2 separate regions of the Capsicum annuum genome follow, and region 2 is linked to region 1. Evidence: chromatin contacts called from public Hi-C data. All regions are on one chromosome and are shown on one strand. The core of a region is the stretch at or near the end of the contact, and the rest is flanking DNA. Distances in the headings are between cores, read along the strand shown. Region 1 overlaps LOC107839035 (a long non-coding RNA gene). Region 2 holds the start of LOC107839033 (anaphase-promoting complex subunit 5).

Region 1 (5,174 bases), core at 620-3,119:
CTTCAAACTATTTCGTCACACTTTTAATATTTAGTGGTAAAATATTTCACTAGTAGCAAGTCCATATACTAATGCAAGTTCAAAGAAGTACAATTGATAGTATGAACTAGAAAAAGATAATCTCATTGTAGATACATGGGATTCATCTGGAATAATAAAATGTTCTTAGTTTCTAAATGTGTTCTACAATACTCTTGTGGTATGGTCTTTCCCCAAACCCTGCGCATAGTGAGACTTGGTGCACCACGCTGCCTTTTCTATACCTCTAATTTTTCCGTTCACATAGTGTGTTACAAAAATTGAGATACATTTGAAAGGAAGAACGTTTTATTCTTCAAGGACATAATTTGTGCAGCTATTCACGCTAATGTAACAGAACTATCAAAAGCTTTATAATATGAGCAATCATAAGTACATGTCCAACTTAGAAGAACAGGAAGGAATAGTGTACTCAATACACATACCTTGAAATGTCAAGAAGTATGTAAAAGTTGGAGCACACAAGTTATTTAACGGATATAACTAACATGGTGTCTAAACTACCTGTGAGCAGTTTTATAGACTTCAATCATTGAATCATAAATTGAAATTTTAATAGAAAACATTCATCAATGACTGAGAACGCAACACTTTACCTTCCCTAGACCCACTTTGTGGAATTATACTGAGTTTACCTTCCCTAGACCCACTTTGTAGAATTATACTGAGTACATTGTAGTGGTTGTTGTACATTCATCATTGACTGATCTTTTTCCCATGATTGTGGCATCTTTACTCTCGTACCTTAAGTTAAAAAGTATATTTCACTGGTAATGCCTTCTTCTCTGAACGCTTGCTCCTGTAACAGCTTTGCCTTCACCTGCTTCAGCAAGAATCATAAGGTATTTAAGATTGTTGATACTAAACTACCCCCAAACATAGTTAGTTTTATCTTGGCTACCTTGTATGAAGCATGTCTTACCCAACACAATCTCTGGAAAAGAAATATTCAGATTGTAAATAGAAGTTATATGTGCCATAGGTGGAGTTGGAGAGTGTTGAGGCATCTATTCTTGCATTGTGCTATAGTAGCTGACATATGGAGTATGTTTTTATTAGTTTTTGAACTTGTTGGGGTCATGCCAAATACTATTAAAGAAGCCTATGAGAACTTGGAGTTCATTGAGAGTTGGGAGACCCATTCAGATGTTTTGCTGGGATTTGAACTCCTAACCACATTCTTAAATCCAATTGTTTGGTCAACTTATATAGTTGGTTCAACCAGGCCCTGTAACTATTGTTGAACTTTTTTGGGATTATGTCTGCTCTTCAGTTATTCAGTAAGTTCTTGTATAGGAATAGACATCTTCTTTTGCTGTAATTTTTTTCCTTGCATCTTCTTGATGCCTCCTAACAAGATTTCCATACTTCATTAAGAAAAAAAGAAGAAAGAACAATGGCAAGTTAGTTGACATTATTACATCACTATTGTACCAAAAAACAGGCGTTGAAAAAAAGTCGGAAGGTTTCCGTTCCTCATGACATTACTCATAGCATTACCAATAGACCTCAAGAGTGCATCCTTGATTTACAAAAACGTAATTCTTCCCCCAAAGAAAGCATTGAAGGATGTAAAATTCAAGATCTCTCCACATTAACAAAGGAAGCCTAAAGAGTTGTTCGGCCGTATAAGCTTTAGGTTTGACAGCTTCAAATAGTTTAGGATATCCAAATCACAGAAAGGTGAATGTTTGTCAGAAATATCATAGTGTTGCGCAACCCTATATGTTTCCCCAACTAAGTGGAAGCACATGATCATGACCGAACATGAGCTGAGTGACGACAGTAAGCTTCCACTCTCCAACGTAAGGTAAGATACGACAAATCTATTTTCTCTTCTTTTCTTTTAGTTGATTTTTAGTCAATATAGACTTGGAGCCGTTGTCCAAGCAAGTAAAGGTCACTTTCAAACTTTTAGCAGCACAAACGGCGTAGATGCTCATATGTTGACAACTGATTTATATTTTGCAAATCCTTTTTATTCCCCGGGAATAGTCTAAAAACTATGCTACCAAGAATATGTAAACTAAATATATGGTGTAGGGAAATAGGAAAAGGAAGCATATAACATTTCAAGGACAAATGAAGTTGGAAAGCAATTGGACTCATTGTATTAGAGTAAGCAACTTTTTGGACTTTGTATATTGATTGGTATTACCTTAGCTTAAGAGCATATAAGAGCAACAAATAACATTTTTTCATTTGGAGCACTGAGAACAGTACTTTGTAAATACCGATTTAAAAAAGAGTAGTACTTTATAAGTTAGATCAAGTAGCAAAAATAGACGTGTGCCATTGACACATTTATGCAACAAAAAATGAACCAATGACAGAAAAACAATACTCAGAAATAAGAACCATGGTACAATTATTAGAATATAAACGAGCAATTACACAAGTAATTAAGGTATAAAAAAGATTTAAATCAGAATGGTAGGTAAATGCCTGTCACTTGTCCTAAATATTGCTCCAGCATTCTCCAACAATATCTTAAGCAGCTCCAACGCCACAATCTTGCGCCTCATTAACTGTGGATCTGCTGCGGCCTCCTTGGGTGGGGTCTTCATTGAGAACTTACATAAAGCCCTGAACACTAACAATGCATCCCTTCTCAAGTTATTCCGAATTTGAACCTCCAAATCATCATCCCTTTCTCCCTCCCCGTCCACCAGCTCTCCTTTTTTGCCCTTCCAACGTCATCTTATACATGCTAATCCCCCAATACTTCACATCCAACATATCTTTATCCGTGGAATCCAAAAGATCAGCAGGATTCGTCGACTCCACGGTTGATGTAGTTATCAAAATGCCTCATCACAAGCACCAGTAGGTGTAGCACTAACCCTCAGAGTCCCTGCATTGAAAACTCTATCAATGTCTTGCAACACTTTAGTTATAAACCCCTGAACAAACAATGTCATTTATCCATCAGCATCAGCTTTTTCAGCTGGTTCCATTAACTCCGTGACAACAATAGGCTGCAATGGCACCGTGGACGAATCTGCCTCCATTCTCCAAAAAACAATCACCAATATTTGTACCAATGAAGCCTTAGCCGTCGTCGGATTCACCACATTCTTACTCTCCAAACAAATATCATAACACGTCCTAACAACCTGCAACAAAGAATCCCCATGTATTCGAATCAAAACCGACGTCACAGCAGATAAAATAGACTTAATTACAAGCAATTCCACCGCATCATCGCCCAAATCATGACATTTACAAACAGACCCAATCAATTTCGATAGAAGCTTCGCATCTGGAGCCCAAGTGGGCTCGCTTCACCCCTAAGATAACCATGAGCAATGAGCTTCTGCACAGCATCAAGGGCAGCTTCTGCACAGCATCAAGGGCAGCTTCAGTAATCTTCAGATGACCAAAACCACAGCGTTAATCAAAGCGCTAAGAATAAGCTCCGAATCATTGAACGAAAGATCTAGAAGAACTCCAGGATGTGTTGTCGAATCGGGATCAGATTGAGCAGACGGAGAAGTAGGCGGGGTTGAAGACTGTGAGTTCGGATTCGGATTCATAAGAAATTCGATAACGGATTTGGGTCAAACCATAGTTGATGCCTCATCTCACGTCCACCACAACCATTGTACACATTTGTTTGAATAAGGTAAGACTGCCCTGTTCTGTTTCCCAAGAACTCAAAATCTATCTCATCTCTCAATGGCCTTGCCTCTACTTCTGAACATATCTGCACCCAACGTGCCAAAAAAAATAAAGGAAATGCCAAAATTCCCACAAAAAAGGACACCCAATGTGCTAAAGCTTTCGCTATGCACAACATCCCGAGAAAGGCCGGACCACAAGGGCCTATTGTACGCAAAGAAAAATAGAAATGCACAAAATATTTTAGTGAACTTACATAAAATGTTGTCACAACAACAACAGAGTCACCTCCTACTAATTTCAACTTTGTGCTAAACCAACCAAATCTATAGCTCTGCTTGGTCATGAATCCACAATCTAACATACCAACAACATGAAATATGTTCAAATTTCAAGAAAACAAAAAGATAATATAAATAAGAAATAAAATGCATTTTGTATTCTTGATTTTAGTTACCTAATACTTGGTCTAAGGTAAGACACCAGATCTGTCCGTCTTGAGAAGTCTTGAATTGTGTACCTGGACAACTTTTACTGAAGTTTTCTTCAAATGCGCCTTTGAATACAGCATCTGATGATGAAAAAAGGGTAGCCATTAGTGCTAAAACTAAGAGAAGAGCAACCATTGAAGAAATATATTTCTCCATGGTTTTTTTTCTCTTTTGAATGAAAATACGCTTGTAAGCTGGTAAGAGCAAGAAGGGTATGGTGTGTAGACTGAAGAAGGCACTGTACAAACTAAACCAATCACCTTGAGCATGGATTGGAAGAAAAGGTTATGATCAAGCTATGCTATCATTAGAGTGGAGGAGACCAAACCTTGTTCATATGACACCTGAAAACAGGAAAAGTAACAACACTAATAATCTTAGTAAATGAGATGATAGTAACAATAATAATATGTGCCGAGTCAAAAGAAAATACACAATCAGAAGAAGTGTTTGCTCAAAAAGGAATTTGATATCAAAGAGCTTGGGAAGACCAAAAATTTCTTTCAGCAAGTCAAGCACATGTTCTTGTTAGAAAGGAAAGATTTCTTGTGTATTTCAAATATATGGAGACAACGATCTAGATTCCTATGGATCAAAGATGGGACAAAAATACATGTTTTTTCCATACAAGATTGTCAATGCAAACAAAAGATATAACATGATTGCGAGGCTAAAAGAGGAGCAGAAAGTAATCAATTTCTATAGCAATCTTTACAAGGAGAATGAAAGGAGGAATCACTCAGGAGGACCTCCACACTTGCACTATGAAGAACTCCTTAAAAAGGAAGAGACTGCATGGAGACAAGGTCCTGACCATGATTGAGGGTCTCAAACACTTACCATTACCATAGATGGGTTTCAAATATCATTACTGTAATAGATTTCAATCGGGTGGCACATGATAACAGCAGATGTACCTCAAAACGGTTTGACAATTTGATAATTATCAAAGAATTATCGAAAATAGAAATGTGACTGTTGTTGGACAGTGATTAGCTTTCAACATTCAAGTGCTCTTGTCAT
Region 2 (5,174 bases), core at 1,354-3,853, 130 kb after region 1:
AGTATCAATGGTGGAGTAGCCACAACCAAAGACATTGAAGGCATTAAGAGGATTTTTGAGTTTAACTGGGTATTACAGAAAGTTCATTCAAGGTTATGCTCAGATAAGTAAACCATTAACCAACCTATTGAAGAAGGGAGAATTTCTCTGGAATCCTGAGTCTGATCAAGCATTTAACCAGTTGAAGTTAGCTATGACTACTGGACTTGTGCTAGCATTACCTGATTTTACAAAGACTTTTAATCTCGAGGTAGATGCTTGTAATATAGGTATTGGGGCAGTATTAATGCAAAGGAAGAGACCATTAGCATTTATGAGCCAAACTCTTAGTAAGAAATACCAAGGAATGTCCACTTATGAGAAAGAGTTGATTACACTATTACAAGCTGTAGATGAGTGGAGGCATTACCTCCAACCTCACGATTTCATTATTAAGTCTGACCATTTCAGTCTAAAATATTTGCAGGAGCAGAAAATTACCACTTCACTTCAACACAAAGGTTTAACTAAGTTAATGGGGCTCGGCTTTGAAATACACTATAAAAGGGTGTTGAGAATGTGGTAGCTGTATCCAGAAAATTTGAGGATTAAAAGGACCAAGGTGATTCAGAGTGCTTGGTCATATCATAAGTGCAACCTAAGTGGATTGAAGAAATACTTGACAGCTACAAGGGAGACCAAAAAGTACTACAAGCTATCACTACATTAAGCAGCCATCCTGACCTTGAGCTGAACATATTTGTTCAACAAGGAATACTGAGATACAATGGAAAAGCATGGATTGGTAATAATGGCCAGCTTAGGCAATAATTAGTTACTACCATACACAACTCTGGGTTAGGAGGTCACTCAGGAGTTTGGGCTACTTATTAAAGGTTAAAAGATGTGTTTTATTGGCCAGCAATGATTGAACAAGTGAAGAAGTTGGTCCAAGAATGTGAAGTGTGCCAGAGGTGTAAAGATGAACAAGTAGCATATCCAGGCCTACTTCAACCTTTACCTGTTCCTGAGAAAGTATGGGAACATATATTAATGGACTTTGTTGAAAGTCTACCCAAATTTGAAGGTAAAGACACTATCTTAGTAGTGATAGACAAATACAACAGATATACAACAACAACAATAATAACATACCCAGTATATTCCCAGATAGTGGGGTCTAGGGAGGGTAGAGTGTACGCAGTCCATACCACTACCTCTAAAGAGGTAGAGAGACTGTTTCCTATAGACCCCCAACTCAAGTTAGAAGACAGCATACAAAAACATGAAAATCCTAGAACACAATAAAATAACAATGGTACGACATCCACAAAAAATTGCATGTTGCCAAACACAAGACCCCAAAGTCTACCTAAATACTGACAACACCTTAACCACACCCTTAACCCTCTATACTAATGTTATTCCTCCATATCTTCCCATCCAAGGTTATGTCCCCAGTCAACTGTAACAACTCTCAAGTATCCAGGGCATTCCTAGACAACATATATAAGCTTCATGGTCTACTTAAGAGCACAGTTACAGATAGAGATAAAGTGTTTCTAAGCAACTTTTGGAAGGAACTCTTTAAACTCTTACAAGTTCAATTATTATATAGCTCTGTATATCACCCATAGACAGATGGACAAACTAAAAGATTGAATAGGTACTTAGAGAACTACCTAAGGTGTATGACTGGACACAAACCTGAAGAGTGGTACAGATGGCTATCCTTAGTAGAATTCTGGTACAATAGCAACTACCATACGTCACTTAATGACCCCATTCAAAGTGCTCTATAGTTATGAACCTCCATAACTAAACAACTAACTTTTGAGTTAGTGGCACAATCCAAGGTAGACTCTGTGGATCAGATTCTCAAGGAGAGACAATTGATGGCGAACATCTTGAAGAACAACTTAATAAGAGATTAAGAGAGGATGAAAAGAAATGCAGACAAGAGAATGACTGAGAGAGAATTTGAAGAAGGAGATTGGGTTTATTTAAAGCTGCAACCCTATAGGCAGACTTCCTTTGCAGTTAGAAAAAGTCTCAAACTGGCCTCAAGGTTTTATGGACCTTACAAGATAAAGTAGAAAATTGGACCAGTAGCTTACAAGCTAGCTCTGCCACCCGGCTCAGAATTCACCCAGTTTTCCATATATATCACAACTCAAGAAAAAGATTGGTAATCAAGTGGTACCAACATTAGATCCCTACATTTGTTCTTCAGATGGTCAAACGATAGTAGAACCAGTTGCCGTGTTAGATAGGAGAATTATCAAGAAAGAAAATACTGCTTCCACTCAGATCTTAGTGCAATGGGCAAACCTGCTACCAGAAGAGGCTACTTGGGAGGACTACAACTTCATTCGATCACAATTTCCTAACTTTCAAGAGGCTTGAAGATCAAGATCTATTTGAAGAGGGATGAGTGTCACAAATGTCATTGTGACTGATGTTTTATTAAGTTTCAATATGTTAACCTAAGTCCCTTTAGTTTTAAATAGAAAACTTATTTAGTAATTGCAGAAAAGTCCTTAATGTAGTAAGAGTAATTTCGTTTAGTCCTAAATTGAGTTAATAGATGGGATTGCTATCATTGTATTACTGGTAGAGTTATGTTAGTATTCCTTTGTACTGAACAGGTTCGGAAATGATAAAATTATTACTCTTGAAAATTCCTCCTCTTTCTATTCTCCTTTTTCCCTTTTCTTTCCACTTCCTTTAAGAATTATAACACAAGTAGTCCTCCTGTTACAGTATCTATATAGTAGAAATAGAAACTAGCCTCCATCCGATTCGCGCGCTGATTCCCTCCATGTCCGGCGCAGCCGCAATGCCAGGGTTATCGAAAGCGGCAGGAGCTTTCACCATTACACCACACAAGCTCTCTATTTGCATTCTCATTCAAGTCTATGCTCCTCCCTCCCAAACCTCTGTTCCTTTCCCCTTCTCTTCCGTCGCTCAGCACAATCTTCTCGGCTCCTTTTTATTATCTCTTACTAAGGTACCAAGCATTTCTTACCTTTCAAATTTATTTTAAAAATGTAGTTTGCTTTTGTAGGTCGGAAATTAGGATAACAGGTTAGTTGTTAGTTGAGTGTTCTCTCCCTTCCCTGCGGGATAGACTTGGTGATCTTACTTGGACTTTCCTTTTTACCAGTAGTATTAGCACTATTTTTGTAGTTTCTTGAGCTTCAATTCGGCTTTCGCTGGTGTTTTTTGTGGGATAGGCTTGATGATCTTCCTTGGAACTCCCTTCTTACTGGTTTTTTTTCTGAGAGTCGATTACTGCATTATATCGTTTTTGTTACTAGTTTTTTCTCCTTTTTGCTGTGTAACACTCTCCATTTCACATCAATTTGATGTTGTTATTTCCCCCATATCTGTAACCGCTTTTGAACTGTTTGGCAGGCTTTATTTAAGTTGAGGGTCTATAATGTACTTTGCTTTTGTGGGTCTCGAATTAGTGTTGAAGGTTAGTTGGTAGTTGGTAGTTGGTAGTGTCGAATTAATGTACGCGGGATACGCTTGGTTGCCCTTACTTGAACCTCCATTCTTACTAGTAGTATTAGCACTATTCTTCTAGTTTCTTGCTCGTTAAGGTAGAAAATATTTCTTAGCTTTTAAATCTATGAAAATGTTGTTTGCGTTTTTAAATGGCGAATTAGGGTAAAAGGTTAGTTGTTAGTTGAGTGTTCTCTCGCTTCCCACCGGGATAGGCTTGGTCGTCTTTACTTGGACCTCCATTCTTACTAGTAGTATTAGCGCTATTCTTCTAGTTTCTTGATCTTCTATTTCGACTTTCACTGGTGTTTTTTGTGCGCTGATTTTCTGTCGTTAAGGTAGCAAATATTTATTAGCTTTCAAATTTACGAAAATTTTGTTTGCTTTTGTAAGTGGCTAATTAGGGTAAAAGGTTAGTTGTTAGTTGAGTGTTTTCTCGCTTCCCTGCGGGATAGGCTTGGTGGTCTTTACTTGGACTTCCCTTCTTACTAGTAGTATTAGTACTATTTTTGTTGTTTCTTCAGCTTCACTTTCGGCTTTCTCTGGTGTTTTTTGTGGCCGATTATTACATTATTTCGTTTTCATTACTGTTTTTTTCCTCATGTTTGTTGTGTTACTCTCTCCATTTCGGATTAATTTGTTGTTGTTATTGTCCCCATATCTGTATCCCCCTTTTTGAACTGTTTGGCGGGCTTTATTGAAGTTGAATGTCTATCGGAAACATCTCGATCTCTACGAGTTAGGGGTGAGGTCTGTGTACCTTCTACCCTCTCTACATCCCACTTGTGGGATTACCCTGGTTATGTTGTTGGTTTGCTTACTTTTCGAGTGATTATTAACTAATTGATTAGAAATTATTCAGTTACCATTTTTTTGCTGAAGTTTTTTCTGGTAGGACAGTAAGCACTGATTCTGGCTCAACTGATTCAGTTAAAATTTGATGCTAGCTAAATATCGTAAAAGAATTTTCCGGACCAAATAAAATTAAGGAGAAAAATGAGGGTAATGGTTGAAAGAGTTATTACAATGAAACCGTTTTGGTACGATATAGTGATTTAATCAATTTAGATACTATATCTTGTGTATTTAGTGAGTTTTTTTGGTGTGGAGAATATGTTTGAGGACTATATATCCACTGATGTGTTGGTAAAATGGTTGGGGTCTAAATCTCCAAGCTTAGTGTAGAGAATGTAGAGAATGCTGTCTGAACAAAGCAAATTTGTCTTTTTTTTTCTTTTAACAGTCGTCAGAGGATATTTTTGAGCCAAAGCTGGATGAACTCGTTTCTCAGCTTAAGGAAATTGGAGGTGTATTAAATCATTGGTTGAGCGACCATTTAGCTCGCAAATTATCATCGTTAGCCTCACCAGATGATTTGTTTAACTTTTTTAATGACTTGCGAGGTAATGGAATTTGTTGTTGCACTAAGTTTGTAACCTTCTTAACTTTTTATTTACAAAGTTGTGTGTTATCATTATGAATAGGCATACTTGGGGGTTCTGATTCAAATGTCATGGATGACGATCAAATCATTTTGGATCCGAGCAGCAATCTTGGAGTCTTTGTTCGTCGCTGCTTACTTGCGTTTAATCTATTGTCATTTGAGGTACGATCAAACTATTCATTATCTTGTCAGAAAGACTTCACTCTGTCAAGACAAGGGCACCAATGAAGCATAATGCATG

Evidence for each region. A called contact is a pair of places that touch in the nucleus more often than the background predicts.
Region 2: a Hi-C map of leaf shows a contact between it and region 1, with 3 times the contacts expected there. The contact joins the promoter of LOC107839033 here to the enhancer-like site in region 1. A contact is called at or near these places in 3 of 5 Hi-C or Micro-C datasets (bud and leaf).

The regions. Positions count from the first base shown.
Region 1 is chr8:50,259,357-50,264,530 of UCD10Xv1.1, forward strand. It overlaps LOC107839035 (a long non-coding RNA gene), which reads right to left. Exons shown (of 7, transcript XR_007043987.1): 3 at 4,412-4,495; 4 at 4,118-4,231; 5 at 3,917-4,017; 6 at 636-3,745. Among protein-coding and RNA genes, the nearest start is that of LOC107839035, 8.3 kb to the right of the region's middle. Within about 2 kb of position 1,870, at least 5 of the 5 cell types and tissues checked have an H3K27ac peak or open chromatin away from gene starts, as enhancers often do. A contact at or near this core is called in bud and leaf, where this site is marked.
Region 2 is chr8:50,384,296-50,389,469 of UCD10Xv1.1, forward strand. LOC107839033 (anaphase-promoting complex subunit 5) reads left to right here and starts at 2,604. Exons shown (of 21, transcript XR_007043988.1): 1 at 2,604-2,989; 2 at 4,733-4,892; 3 at 4,974-5,095.